Regions from separate parts of the Capra hircus genome. Here region 1 is linked to region 2. The links are chromatin contacts, called in public Hi-C maps. All regions are on one chromosome and are shown on one strand. Each heading gives the region's core, a stretch centred on a gene start, on an enhancer-like site or on the middle of the called end of the contact. The rest is flanking DNA. Distances are from core to core; before and after follow the strand shown. Region 1 has its middle 59 kb from the start of CCNG2. Region 2 holds the start of CCNI (cyclin-I).

What was found. Hi-C and Micro-C count contacts between places; a contact is called where the count stands out from the background.
Region 1: a Hi-C map of blood shows a contact between it and region 2, with 5 times the contacts expected there. The contact joins the enhancer-like site here to the promoter of CCNI in region 2. A contact is called at or near these places in 2 of 5 Hi-C or Micro-C datasets (both in blood).

The regions. Positions count from the first base shown.
Region 1 is chr6:92,548,899-92,551,936 of ARS1.2, forward strand. No RefSeq gene overlaps it. Among named protein-coding and RNA genes, the nearest start is that of CCNG2, 59 kb to the left of the region's middle. Within about 2 kb of position 1,648, at least 1 of the 5 cell types and tissues checked has an H3K27ac peak or open chromatin away from gene starts, as enhancers often do.
Region 2 is chr6:92,413,022-92,416,258 of ARS1.2, forward strand. It overlaps CCNI (cyclin-I), which reads right to left and starts at 1,882. Exons shown (of 7, transcript XM_005681795.3): 1 at 1,312-1,882.

The DNA.
Region 1 (3,038 bases), core at 398-2,897, 140 kb after region 2:
AAAGAAACAATCTGCTGTGGTCCTAGCTGTCAAATACCTAGCTTGTCACCTCAGGTCGGGCAATGCAAACAGATGAAGTTCAATCAATATTTTGCTTCATCGCAAAATATATAAGCTCTAGGTAAATGGGTAATGACCCTGTCTAATTTTAAGCTTCTTCAAAGAGATACTGAAAATCATGATTCACTGGGCTTTTTCTTAGTTTACAAAACTAAAAGCTGGTTTGTTTATAATTGTGTACTAAATTAATTGCCTGAATGTTTGTAACCTGGTTGGTAGCTGGTATGTCCAGCCAAAGGTTCTGTGGGGACACTTAAAACCTTGAATGAACAGATTCACCTGTTGAGAGAGTTTGGAAGATCCATGAAGTGCTAGCTGTTGGGTGCCTTCTCATTCTCCATCCCCATTGCTGGAATCGGGTGTGTTTTAGAATGTTGAAGTTTTCTGTACCTCACTGGGGTGGGGAAGATTTATCAGATTAATAGATGACACAAACTCCCAGGTGAACTGAAAGTAGGACAACGGAAACAGCGCCATTTACATCCCAATCTACTCAACGTTAATATTCCAAAGAACACATGGGAGCCTCTTCAGGCTGAGGAAGCCAGGTTTATCTTCAGCGCACTTCATGGTGAATTTCCCCACTGATTGCAGCTTCTGCTCACATTCCTACTAGGTTTCACATAAGCGGAAGTTACCCTTCTTTAGCAGTCGACTCCAAGCAGACATCTTAAACACCCTGTCTCATGGTCATAGGACCCTTCTTGTTTGGGTTCTCTATAGCATTTTCCTGGCTCCAGACTCATGTTCATACTAGTTACACACTTGCCTAATCTTATCACCTTTTCTTTCACCTCTCTTGACATCTTATGTTCACTTTCTATTCTTTGCTTTACCATTTGCCTTAAACGCTAGTGGGAAGAATTCCCTGGTTGCCCATTGGTTAGGACGCTGCAGTTTCACTGCTGAGGGTACAGGTTCAGTAAGATCCTCAAGCTGTGTCGCATGGCAAAAAGACTAAGGAGTATTGACAGTTCTGGTTCCCAATTTTCCTTGTGTTGTAAACACTTAGTCTATACACATGTTCATTGCTCACATACATGGGACCATTGGTGGTTATGTGAGCAGTAGATCAGAGTCGTGACTAACTATAAAATTTGTGAGTATAGACAAACAATAGTAGCAGCAGTAGCTGAGCCATTATACCATTGTTCTAAATGCTTTATACACTGGTTGATTTTAGTAACTCCTAAAGAGTGGTTATTTACACTTCATAAGTTAAAAAAAAAATGGAGGCCTAGAGTTTGTCACTTTCTCAATCTCCCCACCTAGGAAGTGTCTTTATGTACACAATTAAATTGCCCTTACAGTGATTTGCTATCATGGGCCTGTAGAACAAACCTTTTATCTAATACTGAATTTTATAGTTAAGGGTTAGGTATCATAAATATCAGACTGAATCTTAGCCCCAAATGACACGTAGTCAGGTAGCTGTCATTCCTGTCTTGCTCAGTGAGTAGCTAGTTGTCTTAAGGGAACAACAGTCACTTCCTGTATCACAATGTCCTGTCTGCTTACACGGCTTCTGTGTACACTGACTCAAATGTCAACTGTGGGTAATGTGCGGTTTCTATCATTATGTGAACAGAAATTTGGTGTGGCCAGATGACTGGTTAAATGTCATGAGCTTAGTCATGTACATGTTTGTGTCAGACTAAATGACCAAATAGATATAAAAAGGTAGAATAGATCTGTCATAACTTGGAACATATCTTGCTGTCTTTCCCTTGCATTTTTTGGTGGCTTAACTCCACCCAAGATCTCTGGACTGTTTCAATAAACCAGTTAAGGTCTATGTTTGTCATATATGATTAACAAATGCATGTATTTAATTCTCCCGAACAGTAAGATTTAGATTCATTTTACAGAATACCTGTCTGATTCAGTGAAGCAAGCAGTAGCTGTCACCTGATGTACTGGAACTGATGCAGAAATCTTACTGTGAGGTATTGCAACAGTCAGTTGTAATACTTCTGACTTACCTGAGAAAACACTGAAATACTGGCCTGCTGCCAGATAAATGAATCTCAATTACTCAGTTTCGGACAGTTACACACTTTTATAGGTGATGCTCTGAGGCCAACTGCCCAGTCTCTCTCATAAGAGGTACTGGAATTTGAACCTCAGATCTCATTCCAAAGTCAAGTACTTGGATGCTGGGATGGTTATCAAAACACCTCATTCAGCCTGACTCAACCTTACTGCCGAAAGCTGCTACTCAATTTCCTTGTGCATAGGTGACTAATACCATGCACTTTGTTTCCGCCAATAAGTAATCCGGTTGTTTCACTTAATGGTCTTCTCTCCAGCTCGCTCAATTCTACCCACTTCATTCCCACTAAGATGGTTGTCTCCATATGACCTCCAGTCTGTTGACCCCTTTATTTCTGTATTCTAGCTGCTTCCTTAATTTTCTTGTTAGCATGTCTTTTCTCCCAAGTAACAGTTTTGTGCCTCTATTTCAGTCCTTTCTGATAAACCTTAACCCTGTGTAGATCAAGGTGTCTACTTTGTCCTAATACTGGAAGAGTAGAGTTGGGCTGAATTTATAAAGACCAAGGTATTTTTGTGCCTCTGAACTCATCACTGACTTTAGGATCTCTGCCAAATGTCGCAGAAGGGAGGAAGAGAAGCCAGAAAAACAGTTGTTGGGCAATCTTGAGCTTAGATTTCTCTTAAACCCAAATGTCAGGTAACTATTGCTTTGTTCTCTTAATAGCATTCCATTGCTCTCAAAGATTATAGATAAGATGGTAAGTGCGCATTATTAGCTACAAATCAATGCAGCGTGAGCTGACATTTCACGTTTTGTTTTCACTTACTCTCATCAATTCTTATAAAACTCAGCACCCTAAGTATCTGCCATGTCAGGCTCCACGCACTGACTTCCTTCTCTGGATCAGTCTCTTTGAGAGAAGTCTCATGACAGGGACACTAAGAGAGAGGGCCTTTGGGATGATGGGACTCATAATGTGAGA
Region 2 (3,237 bases), core at 632-3,131:
TGCACAGAAAGGTGAATACTTTTCACCTTTGATTGTGGCATACAATCAGAATAAAACATGTACACACCGTTAAGCTTCCAATCCTAACCAAGAAACATTTGAGAGTTCCATTCTAAACTAGTATGTCACACTGCCATGAAAACTCACTTAACTCAGTTTAACTGCAAACCATCCAAGTGCACCTTTCCAAAACACGCTGATTCTACTAGTCTACTCTTCACCAGTATTTAGAAACTTCTAGTTCAGAAGCTCGGAATTTCTGATGTGTCTGGTCCCAGATTAGCAAATCTGAATCTTGTCCATTCTTTCTTGTCTGTTCCCTTCTACTTTGTCTGCCACAAATGACCTGGAAAAGCTAGAAGCAGATAACACTACTTTTAATTTTTTCTGAGATACAGACTGTATAGCATAGTCAGACTGCCTGGGATGGAATTCTGGCCACCGTGTCCTGGCTGTCATCTAGTAGGAAAAATCAATTTTATGGAGCCTCAGTTTCCCTCATCTGTAAAATGTTTCTGAACCACCTACCCCTGTGAAGATTCAGTAAGTTGCAAACCACTTAGAACCATGCCTGTCCAATAGTAAGCCTCAACAAGTGTTACTATTAACATCATAATGTCACACTGCTATTGTTCAAACGCTGAGTGGCTCCCACCGACAGAATAAAAGTTGAATACTTTGACATTCAAAGATCTCCAGTCTGATGCCATCCTACCTCCGGAAAGATACCCTTCCACTACTTTGCTATCTAATTCGCAACTCCTACCCAAACGATCTGCAGTGGAATCACTAGCTCGGCAGAGGGCCTTCCGCCCTCTTCAACTTTTCGGTCTTACTCCCCTTAGGGTGCAAACTCTTAAGCTCAGCTCCTTCGGCAGATCTTCCCCACCCACCCAAAACCCCGAGTAACGTTCCTCTCCCCCGCCTTCCCGCAGGTTTTCCCCATCATCTGCACCCCACCCCGTCCCGTCCCCAGCACCGCCTGCTTTGCAAAGTGAACGATTTTCCCCCGGGTCCCTTGGGGGCGTTGAGGTCTAGGGTTGGGGGTGTGTCCTTCTTTGTGTATCCCCCGGGCTCGCGGAGCCTAGAACGCACACTAGGAGGCGATTTGCTGCAGCTACAAAAAAAGTTACGCGCTGACGGAAAAAATTGGCCCGAAAGGGAACCCAGCGGAGCTGTTTCCGAACTGGGCAGGGGCCGAGTTGTTGGTGAGAGGAGTGGGATGGGGGGTGTCCGGCAGGTTTCCCCGACGGAGCGCGCGGCGCTGGAGGGGGTCGCGCGCGGATCGCGAGGACCGTCCCCGCCCCTCACCTTCTCCTCCTCTTCTTCCTCCTCCTCCTCCTCCCCGGCAGAACTGTAGACCTCAAAGTGGTGACGAGGGGTCATCCGGGGGCCCGTTACCACCTCATTTTCCTCTGCGCGCGGCGACGAGACGCGCGGGACCAGGACCGGGCCGACTGAGGAGGGAGAAGAGGGGGAAGCGGGCCGGAGGGCGCGGGCGCTGGCGCTCGAGCGGGACGCACGGCTGCAGCCGGTGGGCTGGTCAGCGAATTAGTTCCATGACGCCCCTGGACCTGAGGCCGCCGCCGCCGCCGCCGCCGGTCCCGCTCCTCCAACCGCCGCCGCTTGTGCCCGGGTGGGGAGGGGGTTCCCTCTCGCCATAGGGCGGCGGGGGCCGGGGAGAGGCGGGGGGTGAGACCGGCTCTGCCCCTGCCCAGGGGAAGCGCCTCCGAGGGGAAATGGTGAAAGGGGGGGAAGGGGGAAAAATAAAAAAAAAAATAAAAAGGAAGGGGAAAGGGGGGAGAAAAATAAGAAAAAGCGAGACAGAGGCGATGCCGCGTCCGCTCGCGGGGAAGGCTGGGGAGGGAGGGGAAGAGAGAGAGAAAGAAGTGCCGGCTTCTTCGGCTCCGCCCTCGCGGACCGATTTCTAGACTCGCTCACTCCCCGTAAACAACCCTGGTTTGGTCTCACATCCTCCAACTTTTCCCTCTCCGCCGCTTTTTTCCGTCCAACGAACGTACTCAGAAGTTCGGCAAAAAGCTGGGCTGTTGGCAACGGGCCGGGAAAGTCTTTGGCATTGGGGTAGAAGGAGGGGTAAAGAAAGCTAAAGGTGCGTGGACTCGTTTTCCATGGAGCAGCGGAAGGGTTTTCTCTTCGACGGCACGGTGACGTAAGCGCCTCCTCGACTCGCTGGAAAAGACGTGCGGAGGCAGGAGAGTGCGCTGCGCATGCGCCCGGAGGAAAGAAAGACCAGGCTGAGCGCTCTGCTAGGGGGTGGGGTTTTATCTGGATGCTCTCCTGGCCAAACCTAGGGCTACCTGGTTTTACCAGCCCATCTTTGTCTTTGGGGCTTGTAAAAGGATCTTTTGGGGAAAAAGCCGGCGATCTGTTGCGTAAAAGTCTTGCATTCTTTGTTGACCTCGCAAAAAGTTCTGTGTTCTCTTCTCATCGTTGACATAAAAATAGAATTGCAGGGTTTGGTTTTTTTTTTTTTTGCTGCCACGTCGTGGGTGGAGGGAGATTCTCAAGTGTATTAGCGATCGGAGAAATTGCGGGGGGCATATTCTTAAGCACCTTTTCTTTTAAAACTAAATTACATTTCTGGCAGCCGGGAACCTACTTGGTAAGGCGCCAAGGAAATTCTGTACTGTTAACCAACGCATCTGAGTATTTCAGAGTAGGGTTACTACCACGTCTGTTAATGAGTGTGTGATAACATATAAATGTGTTTTATTTGGGGTTTCTTTACGGGTTTTGGTGATTTTTTGCTTATCTTTTTAAATTGTTGTAGTTATAAAAAGAATAGAATTACAGAAAGTTTTGAAAAAGGAAAAAAACCCTCAAACTGAACTGTTTACAGAAGTAGTCGCATTTGTGTTTTCCATTTCTGGTTTTTATATGCCTGTTTTTAACAGTCACTTAAATTTGTTTTGAGCTTATTCAGCCAGCTAGGTGCTAATAAGCTCTAGCAAACTGGAAGTAACTAAGACAAATAGCTTCTACCTTCGTGGAGTTTACTATCCAAACACAGAGGAAAACCGTGGAGCTAATTATCATTAACTAAAATCACCCAAAAGGGTGATTTGTTTACTTGTACGTTACATTCCCTCTGTAGAATATGAGGTCTAGGATGGCTGGGGTCTTGCATGTTTTATTTTACCGTCTATTCCTGCATGTAAAAGGCTCTCAATACTTGATCACTGACTAAACAATTAGCAGTATTAAGATGGAAAATTG